Regions from separate parts of the Mus musculus genome. Here region 1 is linked to region 2. A link is a contact called in public promoter capture Hi-C data. All regions are on one chromosome and are shown on one strand. Each heading gives the region's core, a stretch centred on a gene start, on an enhancer-like site or on the middle of the called end of the contact. The rest is flanking DNA. Distances are from core to core; before and after follow the strand shown. Region 1 holds the start of Tbl1xr1 (transducin (beta)-like 1X-linked receptor 1). Region 2 holds the start of Hps3 (HPS3, biogenesis of lysosomal organelles complex 2 subunit 1).

Region 1 (7,425 bases), core at 3,787-6,286, 2.0 Mb before region 2:
GAGGGCAGAAAAACATCTACCTGTAATACACACCGCAAGTGCTGCTGAACTCAGCTTCAAGAATTCCTTTTTAGTTAAAAACTTGAAAACTGTTTTCAGTGGGACACACAGATTTGACACCTAACCACAACTGTCAGAAGAGACAGTAAGCAAGGCATGGGACCAACCTGTACCCCATCGCACCCACCCACCGCCACTGCCCTGTCACCACACCAACCAAGAAAATGGATGGCCCCAGGGAATGTTGACAATATAGTCTAACTCTTCATGAGCAAGCCTCAAGCTCAACATTAAGAATAAATAAATTACACTGTTCCTTTCAAGAATGTTGCCCAGGAACTCAGGAAACAGAGCTGCCAAGGACTTTTCGTGGCATTATGCCCCCAGGGAAAGGAATAACACGATGTAAAATGTAATACAAAGAAGCCACCTTCCGACAGAGCGGAGAGAGTGAGGAGGCTGCGTCTGGCTCCCGCTCTCACAGCCATTGCAGTACATTGAGCTCCATAGAGACAGCGCCAGCGGACGGACACTGGGCGACTCTATGCCTCATGGAGGAAAATCAACTAAACATGGGCAAAGGAGATCCTAAGAAGCCGAGAGGCAAAATGTCCTCATGTGCATTCTTTGTGCAAACTTGCCGGGAGGAGCACAAGAAGAAGCACCCGGATGCTTCTGTCAACTTCTCAGAGTTCTCCAAGAAGTGCTCAGAGAGGTGGAAGACCATGTCTGCTAAAGAAAAGGGGAAATTTGAAGATATGGCAAAGGCTGAAAAGGCTCGTTGTGAAAGAGAAATGAAAACCTACATCCCCCCCAAAGGGGAGACCAAAAAGAAGTTCAAGGACCCCAATGCACCCAAGAGGCCTCCTTCGGCCTTCTTCTTGTTCTGTTCTGAGTACCGCCCCCAAAATCAAAGGCAAGCATCCTGGCTTGTCCATTGGTGATGTTGCAAAGAAACTAGGAGAGATGTGGAACAACACTGCAGTGTATGACAAGCAGCCCTATGAGAAGAAGGCTGCCAAGCTGAAGGAGAAGTACAAGAAGGATATTGCTGCCTACAGAGCTAAAGGAAAACTGATGCAGCGAAAAAGGGGGTGGTCAAGGCTGAAAAGAGCAAGAAAAAGAAGGAAGAGGAAGATGATGAGGAGGATGAAGAGGATGAGGAAGAGGAGGAAGATGAAGATGATGATGATGAATAAGTTGGTTCTAGCACAGTTTTTTTTCTTGTCTATAAAGCATTTAACCCCCTGTACACAACTCACTCCTTTTAAAGAAAAAAATTGAAATGTAACAAAAAAAGAAGAAGAAGAAGAAGAAGAAGAAGAAGAAGAAGAAGAAGAAGAAGAAGAAGAAGAAGAAGCCGCCACCTTCCAACCCAATGCACAGGGTGACACTCCGGCAATACACAGCATGCCAAACACTTCTGAACACTACACATCTATTGTCTCAACTCTATGATACAAGGGGAAAACTTAAGGCCTAAGTTCTACCCTCAAGGGCACCACCGAGAGGGACAGAGACTGAGTAGTTACCAAAAGCACCCTTGCTCAGACCACTACAAGACAACACAACATGCAGGAACACTCAGTTTTGAGAAATGCTCGATTGTGTGGACTGTTGACCACACTCTTCTCTCCACTCTTAATATTCTCTTCCTACCACCAGTATACGGAGGCTACCTTTATTTAATCTAGGGAAAACAGGAACGGACAAGACCCCATACCTCAGCATACAGAAGGCTTAAGCATGATATCAGGACTCCTAGACTATTCACCAGAGGTACCTCAGAGCTCAGCCCAATCAGAAACAAGAAGTCTGTCAGGAAATCAGAAATCCAAGCGTGGCAAAGCAGCAGGGAAATGTGTCATAAACTGTCATCCAGAAAGAGCATGGAACAAGGGTCAAAACGACCTGGTAGAGGCCTCTTCAAAGCCTAATAAACACCTTGGAGCACCTTTCCATCTCACCACAGAGAAAGCCAACACTACAGATTGGTCACAGGGATCAGTCTGAAGGCCTGAGCGACAGGCAGTGTGACAGGCAGTGTGACAGGCAGTGTGACAGGCAGTGCCTCCTCACACCTTCCTGGAGGTGGCTCAGGCAGAGTCCCTGTCCTTGTCCAGATGTCTGGCAAAAAGGCAATAAACTGTACAATTACTAAGTAGGATGCCACCAACATAAGTCGTCAGACCTCCTGACCATCATCCCAAGGCTCTGTTGATGGCAGTTCAGCAAGCAAGGTGAAGGCCTTCTTGCTACACAACCCCAGGTCTGAGGACAAAATGTAAATGTCTCCTGCTCACTGTTTCCTCTTCCCACTTCAGGGATGTACATACACTGTAAATATTTCTGAAAATGAGTCAAATTCACATGTACTAGAAAAACAGTTGTAAGCAGAGCCAATGTTTCTGCCATCTCTCTCAGTGTTAATGTAAGTATCAAACCTTAACAAATAGTTTCAGCTCCATCCACACCTGCTCAGTGAATGTCCACAGTAGCCAGCCATCCTTGGAGAAACTGTGTGGAGACCACTCTGCAGTTACACTTCATCGCTGTAAGTGAACTAGGACATTTACTCAACAGGTTCAAGTGTCAAAGGTCCATGTGTCAGCCCCTTTTCATCAGAGACCCCATGTTTATAAAGCTGTAGCGACCTAGCTCGCTAGCTTGAAAGCTTACCAGTTTCACAGGAAGCAGTTATTTCTGGTTCTCTGGCAGACAGGTATTATGATAATCAGTCTTGCAAAAACCTTAATTAGATGGAGACTACAAGTATCAAAAGAGGTTCTTGGGTTTATATAAAAAGTTAAAATGTTTTATTGGTCTTCAACAAAATACAATATCAAGGTTGGGCAGTAGCTCATTGGTAGAGCACTTATCTATCAGGAGTGAGGCTCTAGGCTCAATTCCCAACACTACCAAAAAAAAAAAAAAAACCACCCACACACTCCATTTACCACCAGTCTCCTATGCTAACAACATGTACAGATTAGAAGTGTGCTTCAAAGACAGGGTCAACTGCAAGAATTCTGAAGACGTTAACAAGTTAATGAAGTTGCTTAGCTTTTTTTACACATATTTTCTTTCCTCACAGGGTTGGCGTGTTCGTCCTAAATTCTAGAGATCTGAGTTTACAAACTAAAGGTAAGACAAGTAATTTGAGTGTTTAGTGTTTGCGATTACAGACTTCATCCCATGCAGGGCAGCAAAACTAAGAGAGAAATAGTCAAAGCAGCAGAGAAGCCTCCATTTAGACACGAAGGGCACACAGGACCTGCCCAACCCCTTTCAGGCAGGCTGGCGACCTACCGCCCCTCCCCCATAGCTAAATGCCAACTGTTTCTAGAACTCTCAGTGATAATTTGGGAAGTTTGCCATTAACTCCCACGATTCAATCCAACTGATACACAGTGTTTTTGTGCAGATAAAGATGCCCTACTTCCCCAGACTATAAACTTATTAAAGTGGCGAGAACATACAGTCCCAGGAAGTCAGGATTACTGAAGTGCTCCAATAAGCATGGGTCTTATTTAACAAAACTGAACGTGAATCACACAGGGAAACCCAAAACTCATTTACTACCTTCAATGGGCCACCAAGATACTGCAAAGCACTTTAGCTAAGTTAAATCAGTAAGACATGGCCTTGTATTGTTTTACACTGATGGGGGGCTTTCAATCTCAAGATTCAAACTAGAAATAACACATCATTTCATCCACCGTACTTTATTAACATGTTTAGACCAGCATAAGGTTCTTATATGGAAAAACAAGAAAGCCAACAGTAAACTTCCCTAATTAACTGTAAATGGCATATAACCCTTCACCCTGGGGCCGATAAAGTCCAACCAAGGTTTTAAGAAAACTCCAGACTGTTAAAGAAATGTAATGTTTAGCTATGTTCCAACTCTTCTGTGTGATCACCAAATTATTTTCAGTGTTGGGTAACCTAACAAAGAGAGCGTTTCTTAAAAGCCACCCAACCCAAATGTTACACAGAACAGACCATTTTCACAACCTAAATTTAATCCAAATTGAGAACTTCCAAAATTACCGAACACTCTAACACATGCATGATTCGCCTCGAGCTGCCTTTCAACGTGGAATTACACTTAAATGAAAGTCAGCCCCTGTTCCAAAAAAAAAAAAAAAAAAAAAAAAAAGACATCGGTTGCAAAGAGGAAGTCACCCAGCAAACACTCACAACGTGGCTCTATACTGTCAGAAGATAATGTGACTTGTGTGCCACCCCGAAACTTACCAGGAAGCTGGCAATAAGTTTGCCAACTGTATACACTTCTGACCCAACTTTACCGAGGCTGTGGCCAGGGCCTCCTCGTGGGGAGGCCACAGGCACAAGGTGCCCACACTCGCGTCCTGAGTGAGCGAGGCCCGGCCGCGCCCCTCCCCCGCCCGCGCCCCAACAGCCGCCCGCGGTCCCCGCCGCCGCCCGGGGTCTCCGCGCGCCACAGCCCGAGGGGTGCGCGACCGGGCGACTGCAGCCCGCGCGCCCGAGCGCGGACCAGCACCCATCCTGAGCCCTGGCCGCTCCCCCGCTATGTGAGCACAGGGCGGCTGCGGCCCCGCATCCAGCCTGCGCCCCCAAGCCCGCTCGCCTGGGCCCAGTGCCTCCCGCAGCCACCCCGACCCGGGGGGGCAGCACGTGAGCGCAGCCGCCCCTCCCCCGCGCCCAGGCCAAGTTCGCGGCGCCCGCAGCCCCGGGCCCGCGCTCACCTGCTTGGCGACGCTGTCCCCTCCAGGACGCGCGGCGCTCCCCTCCTGGCCGCCGTCGGCACCCCGAGGCGCCCTGGGGTGCGGGCGCTGACAGCCGGGCAGCGGGTCCGGCGGGGGAGGGGCGCGGGGGCAGGGCGCAGCACCGAGGCAGGAGGGGAGCTGTTACTAAGGGAGAGAGCCAAGCGCGCGAGCGGCCAACGGCTCCGGCTCGGCACCGGGGAGCGCGGGGACCAGCCAGGCACAAATGAGCTCCGGGCCCGCGGCGGCGACGGCCGCGCAGCAAAACAAACCCGAGCGGCCTGCGCCCGGCGCGCGGGGAGGGAGGAGGGAACAGGGAGCGAGGAGGGGGAGGGGTAGAGGGGGAGGGGGTGGAGGGGGAGGGGAGGAGGACCCGAGGAGGGGGAGGGGAGACGAGGGGAGCGGAGGGGTGGGGCGCGCCCGGAGGGGGAGGGGAGGAAGTGAGGAGGACCCGGGAGGGGGAGGGGAGCGGAGCCGGGTGGTGGAAGAGAAGGAGAGCTGGGCGGGGGAGGGGAGCCTGGAGGAGGAGTGGGGAAACGGGTTGTGGAGGGGGAAGGGAGCCCCGAGAAGGAGAGGCGAGGGGGAAGGGAGCCTGAGCCTGGGAGGGGGAGGGGAACCTCGACGGGGAGGGGGACCTGGGAGGGGGAACTTAGAGGGAGGAGCGCCGGAGTGGGGGAGGGGCGCGGCGGAGGGGCGGGGCCGCGGTGGAGGCAGCGCGGCGGTGGCGGTGGGGGTGGCGGCCGACGAGCCGTTCCACACTCGGCTTCCTCACTCGCTCCGCTCTCCCTCCACCCAGCCTCCCTCGCTCGCTCGCGGCGCTGGGGGCTGGGCTCGCCGCGCATTCGTTCCAGAGCCCGCAGCCGGGGCTGTCCCGCTGCCTGGGTGGCGCTTGAGTCCCTTCGCCCGCAGCAATCCCGCGAGCCGCGGCCGCTCCGATCCCCGGAGGCGGCCGGCAGCTGCGGGAGCTCGGCGCGGGCTCCACATGGACTCCGCGTTCAAAGTGCCGCACACTTGGATGCGCGTAAACACGCCCGCTCCGGAGCGTACCTGGAAAGGTGCTTCGCCTGCCGTGAGCGAGTTCTAGGATGGGACCCGGAGCACCGCGCGTGGGGAGACGCGCAGCGCGCACGGCGAGAGGGGTTTGGTGAAAACGCAAAGCTGAAATTGAAGTTGTGCGCCCAAATGTGCGACTTGTCTGCGGGTCTTTTGGGAAGGTTTGATGGATCAGTTCTCATTGCGCGAAAATAAAGCCATAGACAGAATGAATGTTCACTAAGTGTGCACCGCGGTGTGATATCCACGGGAGTTTATATTATCTACTTTCTGCATGCGTCTGGCACGTGAAGGCGGTTTCTGAAGTACAGTTTGGCTGCCCAATAATGTCAAAATGTGGCTGCCGGAGCGCCGAGGATTTTTAAAATACTGCGGTGACCTTCCTGAGCCTTTCAGAAACCTGGGCTGTAAGAGGCACCCTTCCTTTTAATTCTAGCATATATCTTGAAACTCTGCTTTTTTGTTACTATCTTTAAAAATACTTTGCAACCTTCTTTGGTGAAAGGTTCTAGTTTCAAGTTGTCAAAACATTTGGAAACGTGTATTCCTGTCAAGCAGTGGTCTTCCTTTAGTGCTTCAAAGATAAATTTTCAAACAAAGTATCATTTGAAGTAACTTTCACAGCTATAGACTGTGCAGCCTAACAAACTCCGAGACTAGATTAGATTTGGTTCAGCCAAGGTCAATGACTCTCCCCTGTTGGCCCCTCCCTGGAGGCGGTTACCTATTTTGACAGGCGTAGCTGGAAGGTGGAAAGGCACCAAAGAAAGTCTATGGAGTTGCAAACGCCCTTTCTACCAGAAAAGTTCAAAGCTTGAGCCTGGGTGTCCCCGGAGCTATTGTCACTTGTGAAAGAGGGAATGTTAGATTAAACAATGTCACCTGATGGGAATGTAGATTATACTGGGTTTCCAAAACACTTCTGTCCAGTTAAGGGAAACAGCACTGAGGAAGCCAAAGACGAGGCCTGCCTCCGTCCTTCAGCTGCCCAGAGCATTTAGTATCTTACCATTGTGTAAGAGCTGTCCACTTACGGTATGCTGTTTGCTCAACATAAACCTCACACTGCAATGCAGGTTCTTTGTCCGAAACGCCCATTAAAATGGTGGGATGGGTGGGGAAAGCTGGTTCCCAGCCCTGGACCTAGACAACAGCTACAAGAAAATCAAGCCACACTTTGAGTGGCTAAGGATGCTCACCAGTCTTTACAGTCAGCGACAAGCAAGTGATTCCTAGCCTCCCAGGAGACATCTCTTCCAAAGACCACCCTCCTTCCAGCCAGAAGCTCTTAGACTCTGAGCTAGCTTCCTCAAGGTGGTCTCTGTGCACGGGACAACGAGGGTGAGAATCTGTTCGTTTGTTAGGTGCACTGTCTTAGGACAGAAACCACTTTATTTGAATGTCATGACAGAAGCCGCCAAAGTTGGGGACCTGTACCTTAAACTTGCTCCAGTAAAGTGCCCTTCAAGCTTTTGGGGTTTTGTTGTTGTTTTGTTTTTATTCTGGTTTGCTTGTTGTTTGGAAGTTTTGAGGTTTTGCATTCATGGTTTATTTGATCTTTTTTTTGGGGGGGGGGGTTGGTTGGTTGGTTTTGAGAGGATTTTCCTGGATAGCTCATCCA
Region 2 (7,834 bases), core at 2,134-4,633:
GTTAGGTGACACATTGGCAAGGTACAATGAGGTTGCCAGATGCTTCATGACTCTTACACAAAGCAGAGGAATGCAAACACAAAGACTGACAGGAACTGGGCAATAAAACAACTGAGACAAAGTCAGCTCTATCTAAGGTCAGCCATAGTCTTAGAAGCCAGGTGTGAGGTCTTTACAATCCCGGGGCAAGGGCTTTCATGCCCAAGCCATGGTTCTAATTAGGGAGTTCTGCTCTAGTTAACCTTCTCATGAATAATGCAATACTCTAGTTCCTCCTTAAACCACAGCCCGATCTTCTTCCTAAACCATTGTAAATTCCTGTATAAGGGAGTGACTTGGCTTTTATTCTAAGTGATAGTGTGGGGGACTTTCTACTAAGTAATGTAGTCTGCCATACATAACTATAATAAGAATTCTAAACTTACTTTGCTAAGCTTGCCCTGAGATTTCTAACTCTTATGTAGTAGATAGTAATGCCTGATTTCTTTCACTATCTCTCTTACAATACTAGAGGCAATTCTGAATGTTACTGAATAGGTAACATTCTTACTGAATTCCAAGCCTAGGGTCTGCTCAAGGACTACCTAGGGCATTGGTGAAGGCCAGGAAGCAAAGTTCAATTTTGCTTAGGTATTTGGCAAATCATTGCTTGGAGGCACCTATAGTAAAACAATACTGAAAGAAAGCACACAGATCCATTTGCAAGGACAAGTTTGGAGCATTGGATATTTGGGATGCCATGTTTCCAGGAGGCCAAGTGTCCATGAACTTTTTGCCTCGGGACTGCTTCCAGGTTTCTAAACCTGTCAAGCAAGTCACTACTGGAGTGGATGTAGTAGTCATGGTGTCTCTTTTACAGCAATGGAAATCCTAACCAAGACAAAGTCCTAAATCCCAGTACCTCAGAATGTGACTAATGTTCAGACAGCACATTTACAAGATAGCCGAGTTTAAGAGAAATCATATGGGCAGATCTTAGTAGAGCTGGCATCTTTAGAAGAGGAGGAAGAGACATCAAGAATGAAACAGACCAGTGAAGACAGTGAGAAGGTAGCCATCTGTAAGCCATGGAAAGAGGGCTCAAGAAAGCAGGCCTTCTCATGTATTGACATTGGACTTCCAGCCTCCAGAACTGAAGAAGTGGAGGAGGAAGAGGAATAGAAGGAGGAGGACTCTGTTGCTGAAACCAAGCAGTGCGTTTTATTTGTCATGATAGTCCTAAAGAACAAATGGGACATGATGGTATGCCACCCTGGTCCCTGCTTTTGTAACAGGAGACAAGTGAGTGGTTTCTACTCACAGATCCTCACAAACAAGGAAACTAGGCATACACTCACTCGAAGCTATCTTCATGCAATGATTAATTTTATCAACTTTACTGTATTCAGAATTAACTATATAACACACTTCTGAATGTGTCTGTGGGCACATTTTCAGAAGGGTTTAATGCAAGAGGGAAGACACAGCTTGAATGTGGGCTCTGCCCTACAATGCTGTGAGGTCTTGGACTGAAGGGATACAAAACAGTATTGAGAAGGCCATTTTCTCTTTTTTTCTGATCAGCCCAGGTAGAAGCAGTTTCCTCCATGATGGACCCTACCTCCTAAATACTGATCTAGACCAAACCGTTCCTCTCTGAAGTATAAGGATCCATGATTTGCCAAAGAATGATACCCCAGACTCAAATGTGGGGTCTCTCATTACCAGAACAGAGACCACCAAGTCAGTTTGCAAGCCTGATTTAAAGCACATTAGGGAATTCTGGGGTAGGTGACCCTGTCAAGATTGACATGGAGGTTGGGTCCATCTCTATAGACATTCCATTACTGGGGTGTGGGGGCTGGAAACTTGCTGGGGAGGTCTGAAAACTGTTGCTGAAGAAGTCTGGAAAGTGCTGCTGACCCAGTGTCCTTGCCTCAGGCCAGGTGGCAGGGCGGCTTCTAAGGCCTGGACTTGCCTGGAATTGTCCAGTTCTTAGAGACAGAGATTTAGGCCTATTCTCCTTAGCTGCCAATTTGAAGTCTGTCATGGAATCAGCCTAGCTTTCTCATAAGCTGATGGTCACAGAAGTGAGAAAAACAGTTAATAAAGATAAAAATCTCTTCCCAAAATTTCTTAGGTCAGCCAGGTACAGGGACTATATCAAGGGAGAAGAAGCTATCTCTAGAGAAGGTAGTGCCATTCTAGGACTTAATGAATCTCACAAAAGTCAAATTACATTCAATTAATATCCTGAAGAGGAAAAATTAATCAAAAGAGACAGACACTTAAATCAGATACTCATAAGAGGGAAAGGGGATGTTTATGGATGTCACATGAGTAGCAATCTGCTTGTTTTCCTGATTTCTGTAGCCCAGATCTCTGGACTATTCCATGTATTCTTTGCTCACTGAGTTTAATGAACCCGTCTCCCAGAGTGTTCCTAGTAGAGGATGAAGTACATGATTCCTCGTCATCTGGAAGGTATTCGAAATGGCAGCAGTTCAACTTCAGTCCAATTGCTCCCACATTATAAATTCTCAGAGCAAAGGACTCAAGGTAACCATCAGCATGAGAATTGAAGTTTGCTCTTTTCAGTGTAAAAAGAAGAGCATCCTCCAGTCAACCAATACGTACATATGTGCATGCAAACACATATATTTTCTAGAATTGTTAAAAAAACATTATAGATCTGGTTTATTAAATCTCCCAAAATAGAAAAATTCCGACGGCAAGTTTCTTCAATATAGGAAATACTTAGGAACTGTATATTGACCATCCGGGGATCTCTCTCCTCCCCTATTATCTAAGGCTTAGAGGAAACTTTTGCCAAATGCCTGCAAAATGTTTTCATAGATCTTCTCATCCAATGCATTATTTTTTTATTTTTATTTTTTGCTAAGCATCTTCGAGGATTTGCCCTTTTCAATAAAACCATTGTAGGATCCACAGTATTTGTGGTGTGTTTAACCCTACGTTGGGAGTTTAACATCAGGTTTTGCAGTTTCATCCTTTAGAAGCAGACTTTGTGTGCCCCGGTACAGGGGAACGCCAGGGCCAAAGGGGGGGAGTGGGTGGGTAGGGGAGTGGGGGTGGGTGGGTAAGGGGGACTTTTGGTATAGCATTGGAAATGTAAATGAGCTAAATACCTAATAAAAAATGGAAAAAAAAAAAAAAAAGTTCAAAGTCTAAGGCAAGTCGACCAAGGCACAGACGGGCAGATGATCGAGTGTTAAACACGCTGAAGGTTTCACATACTAATCTGTCCAGAAGCAGCAAAGTTAACATCTCCAAAGAGGAACCGAGGTCTCTGCATCCACTTAGGGTAGCACTTCACTTAGCGCGCGGCCTCTTTAAGGAGCGGTGCCCGGGGTGTGGTCGCAGCGCTCACGTGATCCGGAGCAGCTCTCTAAGCTTGCGGAAGCCGCCCAGCGGTCCGGGCGCCGGGATGGTGCGTCTGTACAACCTGCACCCGTTTGGGTCGCAGCAGGTAGTCCCCTGCCAGTGGGAGCCGGAGCAGGTCTGCTGCGGCGGGAGCGACGCGCTGTTCGTGGCTGCCGGCTGCAAGGTGGAGGCGTTCGCTGTTCAGGGCGAAGAGCTGTGCCGGCAGCGCTGCGCCTTCTCCACGCTAGGCAGGGTGCTGCGCATGGCCTACAGCGAAGCCGGTGAGGAGCGGCTTTGGGGCGGGGCTCTGGGTAGGGAAGGGATTGGTGCTCTTCTAGGCTGGCTGCTGACAGTCAGTGTGGGTCGGGCACTAAGTGCTAAAGTCATTTTGTGTAGTTGTTTTAGCGACCGCAGATCCGGTGTCGTGCCACGGTCCGGTGCTTGCCTAGTTTGCTTGAAGCCTTGGTCTGATCCTCCTTACTCAGATTGCTTCAACTAGTCATTCTAGCACTTTGGAGGTAGAGACCGGAGGATCTGAAGTTTAAGGTCCTCTGCAGTTTGGTGAGTTCCATTCTAGCCTAGGCTACAAGTAATCATGTCTCGAAGCAAAACAAAGCAGACACCCCACGTGGAGATGCAATGCTGACTGATCCCGTCCACAGCTTGAAATAAAGACGTGTGGCTCGGTTCCACTTATGCCAGACCCTTAAAAGATTAATGTAAGAAAACAAACCTGGTTCAAGAGAAAGAGGAGGGAGAATGATATCCTGAAGTTCACAGGAGGCTCGACCTCAAAAGTTATCTCAAATCGGAGCCAGCCCTTTTACCTCTTAAGTCACTATCACTTGTGGTTGATTTATTACATTGGGTTGTATCAAATGCTTGGCCCTGGTTGGATACTAATGACTTGAGCCACACCGACTGGAGGAGGCTAGCACTAAACCATGATAACCTCGTTCTTGAAACCTTGAAGAACAAAGATGCTTTTATTACCATGTTGGCTGCCTTAAAGAGCTTCAGGAATCATGTGGGATGGCATAAGTATCACGGGCCATATAACTCAAAGGTAGCATTCAGTCCACAGTTGAACTTCAACTTCTGAGTGTAACTTCTATTAACCCATGCATGACTAAACATTAATAGGCTGACCCCTGGCAATGCCTAAGTTCAGAAAACCTGTCTGATGTCTCCTTTGATGCCTTTTTTTCTTCTGAGTAAATGTTCTGGTCTGTGTTCTCTCAGTGCCTAGTGTCCTCTGCCATAGCAAATCCACCTTGTCAACAACCAGGACTATCTGTGCATTTATATTTACTGTGAATGTTTTGGAGGCCTTTTTCCCAGGCAGAAAGCATTTTCTTTTTCTGTCAGGTCCAAAGGAAACCCCAAGTCCCAAACTCCAAAGGGCAGTCCAAAGATCCAGACGTGAGCTCCTCCATGGCTATAGGAGGAGTTCTGGTGTTTAGTTAAAAGCCAGCCTTCCTTCCTCAGGAACTTGTGGAGGCAGTTCCTGTCTGTCAGAGGAGTCATTTCCCTTACCTCTGGCAAAAGGAGCTATGGCTCTTCAATCTACATACACGTGTGATACTACTCCTCAGCATCCCAAGGTCCAGGCTAGCCTCAGGCCTCCCTCAGTCCCTGAAGTACCTATTACATATTTCCAAGTCCATGCTATCTCACTGTGCTCTTCTCTCTCTTGCAGATAACCTTGGCCATGTCTATTCAGCTGGCCATGTTCAGGTTACTTCTTTCTCTCTCTGCTCTGGATTCATCCAGATCTTCTGGCTGTTTCTCCCTCTCCCTCTCCCTCTCCCTCTCCCTCTCCCTCTCCCTTTCCTTTTATCTCCTTCTCCCTCGTCCCTCTCCCTCCATCGCCTTTTCCCTCCTCCCTCTAACTCTACCCTCTCCCTCCTCCCTCTCCCTCTCTATCTCCCTCCTCCCTCTCTTTCTCCCTCTCCCTCCTTGCTCTCCCCTCCTCTCTGTACCCCACCTATCTTCAATAAAACAAAACCATTTCCCTTAACTATACCATGGAGGGGTCATGTTGACAGTTTTACTTTGTACGGGCCCACCCCCTAACCCCCCCCCCCCCCAAGCCTACACTTACTAATCAGCCAAATGCTGCTCTCCCTTTGTAAGTTGTGGGCACTCAGTAAGTCATCTGTGGGGTCCCTGTAACCAGATTTCTGTGGCTCATGGTTTGAGAGGGTTCAGCCCACCATAGTGGGTAGGGTTCACATCATGGTGACTAGAAGGTAAAGCAGAAACAGGAAGGACTAGGGCAAGATAGAATTGCCAGATATCCCCTCTTCATCAGTGACCGTCCTCCCAGAAGTCTCTTTCCTCTAGCCAGACTCCCCTCCACCCAACCCTACCACACCAAAGTTTCCAAAACGGATTAGTGCATTCATTAGGTCAGAGCTCATGATCTAGACATTTTTGGAAACGTTGTCACAAGAAATAACCAGAGGTGTGCTCTTAGGTGTTTCTTTGCCCAATCAAGTTGAGATGATGAACCATTACAAGAGCATTAAGGAAGGAAGGAAGGAAGGAAGGAAGGAAGGAAGGAAGGAGAAAGGAAGGAAATAAGGAAGGAAGGAAAAATGTAGATGGTAGGTTTGGAATTTTTTTTATTAAACAATTTTTTATTAGCTATTTTCTTCATTTACATTTCAAATGCTACCCTGAAAGTCCCCTATACCCTCCCCCTGCCCTGCTCTCCAACCCATCCACTCTTGCTTTCTGGCCCTGGCATTCCTTGCAAGACCAAGGGCCTCTCCTTCCATTGATGGCCGACTAGGCCATCTTCTGCTACATATGCAGCTAGAGACGAGCTCAGGGTGTACTGGTTTGTTCATATTGTTGTTCCTCCTATAGGGTTACAGACCCCTTCAGCTCCTTGAGTACTTTCTCTAGCTCCTCCATTGGGGGCCCTGTGTTCCATCCAATAGATGACTGTGAGCATCCACTTCTGTATTTGCCAGAAACTGGCATAGCCTCACAAGAGACAGCTATACCAGGGTCCTTTCAGCAAAATCTTGCTGCCATATGCAATAGTGTCTGGGTTTGGTGGCTGATTATGGGATGGATCCCCGGGTGGGGCAGTCTCTGGATGGCCCTTCCTTCCATCTTAGCTCCAAACTTTATCTCTGTAACTCCTTCCATGGGTATTTTGTTCCCAGTTCTAAGAAGGGGCAAAGTATCCAAACTTCGATCTTCCTTCTTCTTGAGTTTCATGTGTTTTGAAAATTGTATCTTGGGTATTCTAAGTTTCTGGGTTAATATCCACTTATCAGTGAGTGCATATCATGTGAGTTCTTTTGTGATTGGGTTACCTCACTCAGGATGATATCCTCCAGATCCATCCATTTGCCTAAGAATTTCATAAATTCATTGTTTTTAATAGCTGAGTAGTACTCCATTGTATAAATGTACCACACTTTCTGTATCACATTCCTCTATTGAGGGACATCTGGGTTTTTTCCAGTCACACTAATTTCCCTGTCTCCTGACACCTGTACTAATAGGAGAATTATTAAATATCTATGGCACATGTGTATAGGATATTTTATAAATCTAACAGGTGGATAGCCATGTATCAGTCTGGAGGAAACGATTTATTCATTATTTAAATTATTACAGGTGGTTTTTGTTTTATGTTTATGCTATGCAGTTACTTGGATTCCACCACCCCAATACCCCAGAAAGTTACTAACCTGCATGCTTGAGGTTTTTAATTCATGAAACAGGTATAATAAAAATTACTATAGTTATAGCAAGTCATTACAAAAACTGTGATTATTAAGTTCAACATGAATTTAAAATTGTAGCTTGTTAAATAGATTTAGTGTGATAGCACAAAGAAGACAAAAGCCTTTCTGGGACCCATGTTTATATGAAAGGAAGTGTTTTGAAGGTCACACACCAGACTCTGTGTAAACCTTAGCTCTTAACGATGAGATTGAAAGGGGAGGTCGTTATTGTTTTTATTTTGTATTTCACTATTTTGATTTTCACAACAAATGTTATTTTCATAGGGAAAACCATCCCATATCATCACCAGATAAAAGAAGATTAACTTGGATTTATATTTCATTTGGCTATTTCTAGTTTTATCTTACTTTGAAGCGTTGTGACTTTTCTAGGATGTGAAGGAAATGTCATCCGTTAATTCTGTTAAATTCAGAGTTCCTTAATTCATACCTGAATTTTGTAAGCTATACTAATATTACTGTAGCTTAGTAGAGCTTCGCTAGAGTTACACATTTTCAGCGGTGATAAGATTGCTAGATGAAATGTAAATGAGTCATCGTAAGACACTAAGATGGGAAGAGACTGTATTTCAGAACCTCTATGGCTGATGTAACTTAAAAACACACCTCAGAGGCTGTTGCTTAGATGTCAGCTGTGTTCCTTCTTTGAGTTAGTGATTCCTGTGTTATATTATACATTCCATTTTCAGGCAGCAAAATAA

What was found. Promoter capture Hi-C pulls out the DNA fragments that hold promoters and counts their contacts.
Region 1: a contact with region 2 is called in a promoter capture Hi-C map of pre-B cells. The contact joins the promoter of Tbl1xr1 here to the promoter of Hps3 in region 2. A contact is called at or near these places in 1 of 39 promoter capture datasets (pre-B cells) and 1 of 115 datasets of contacts at active chromatin or transcription factors (embryonic stem cells).

The regions. Positions count from the first base shown.
Region 1 is chr3:22,074,263-22,081,687 of GRCm38.p6, reverse strand. Tbl1xr1 (transducin (beta)-like 1X-linked receptor 1) reads right to left here and starts at 5,036. Exons shown (of 16, transcript NM_030732.3): 1 at 4,734-5,036. It also overlaps the pseudogene Gm5842.
Region 2 is chr3:20,030,859-20,038,692 of GRCm38.p6, reverse strand. Hps3 (HPS3, biogenesis of lysosomal organelles complex 2 subunit 1) reads left to right here and starts at 3,383. Exons shown (of 17, transcript NM_080634.4): 1 at 3,383-3,644. The coding sequence starts at 3,428.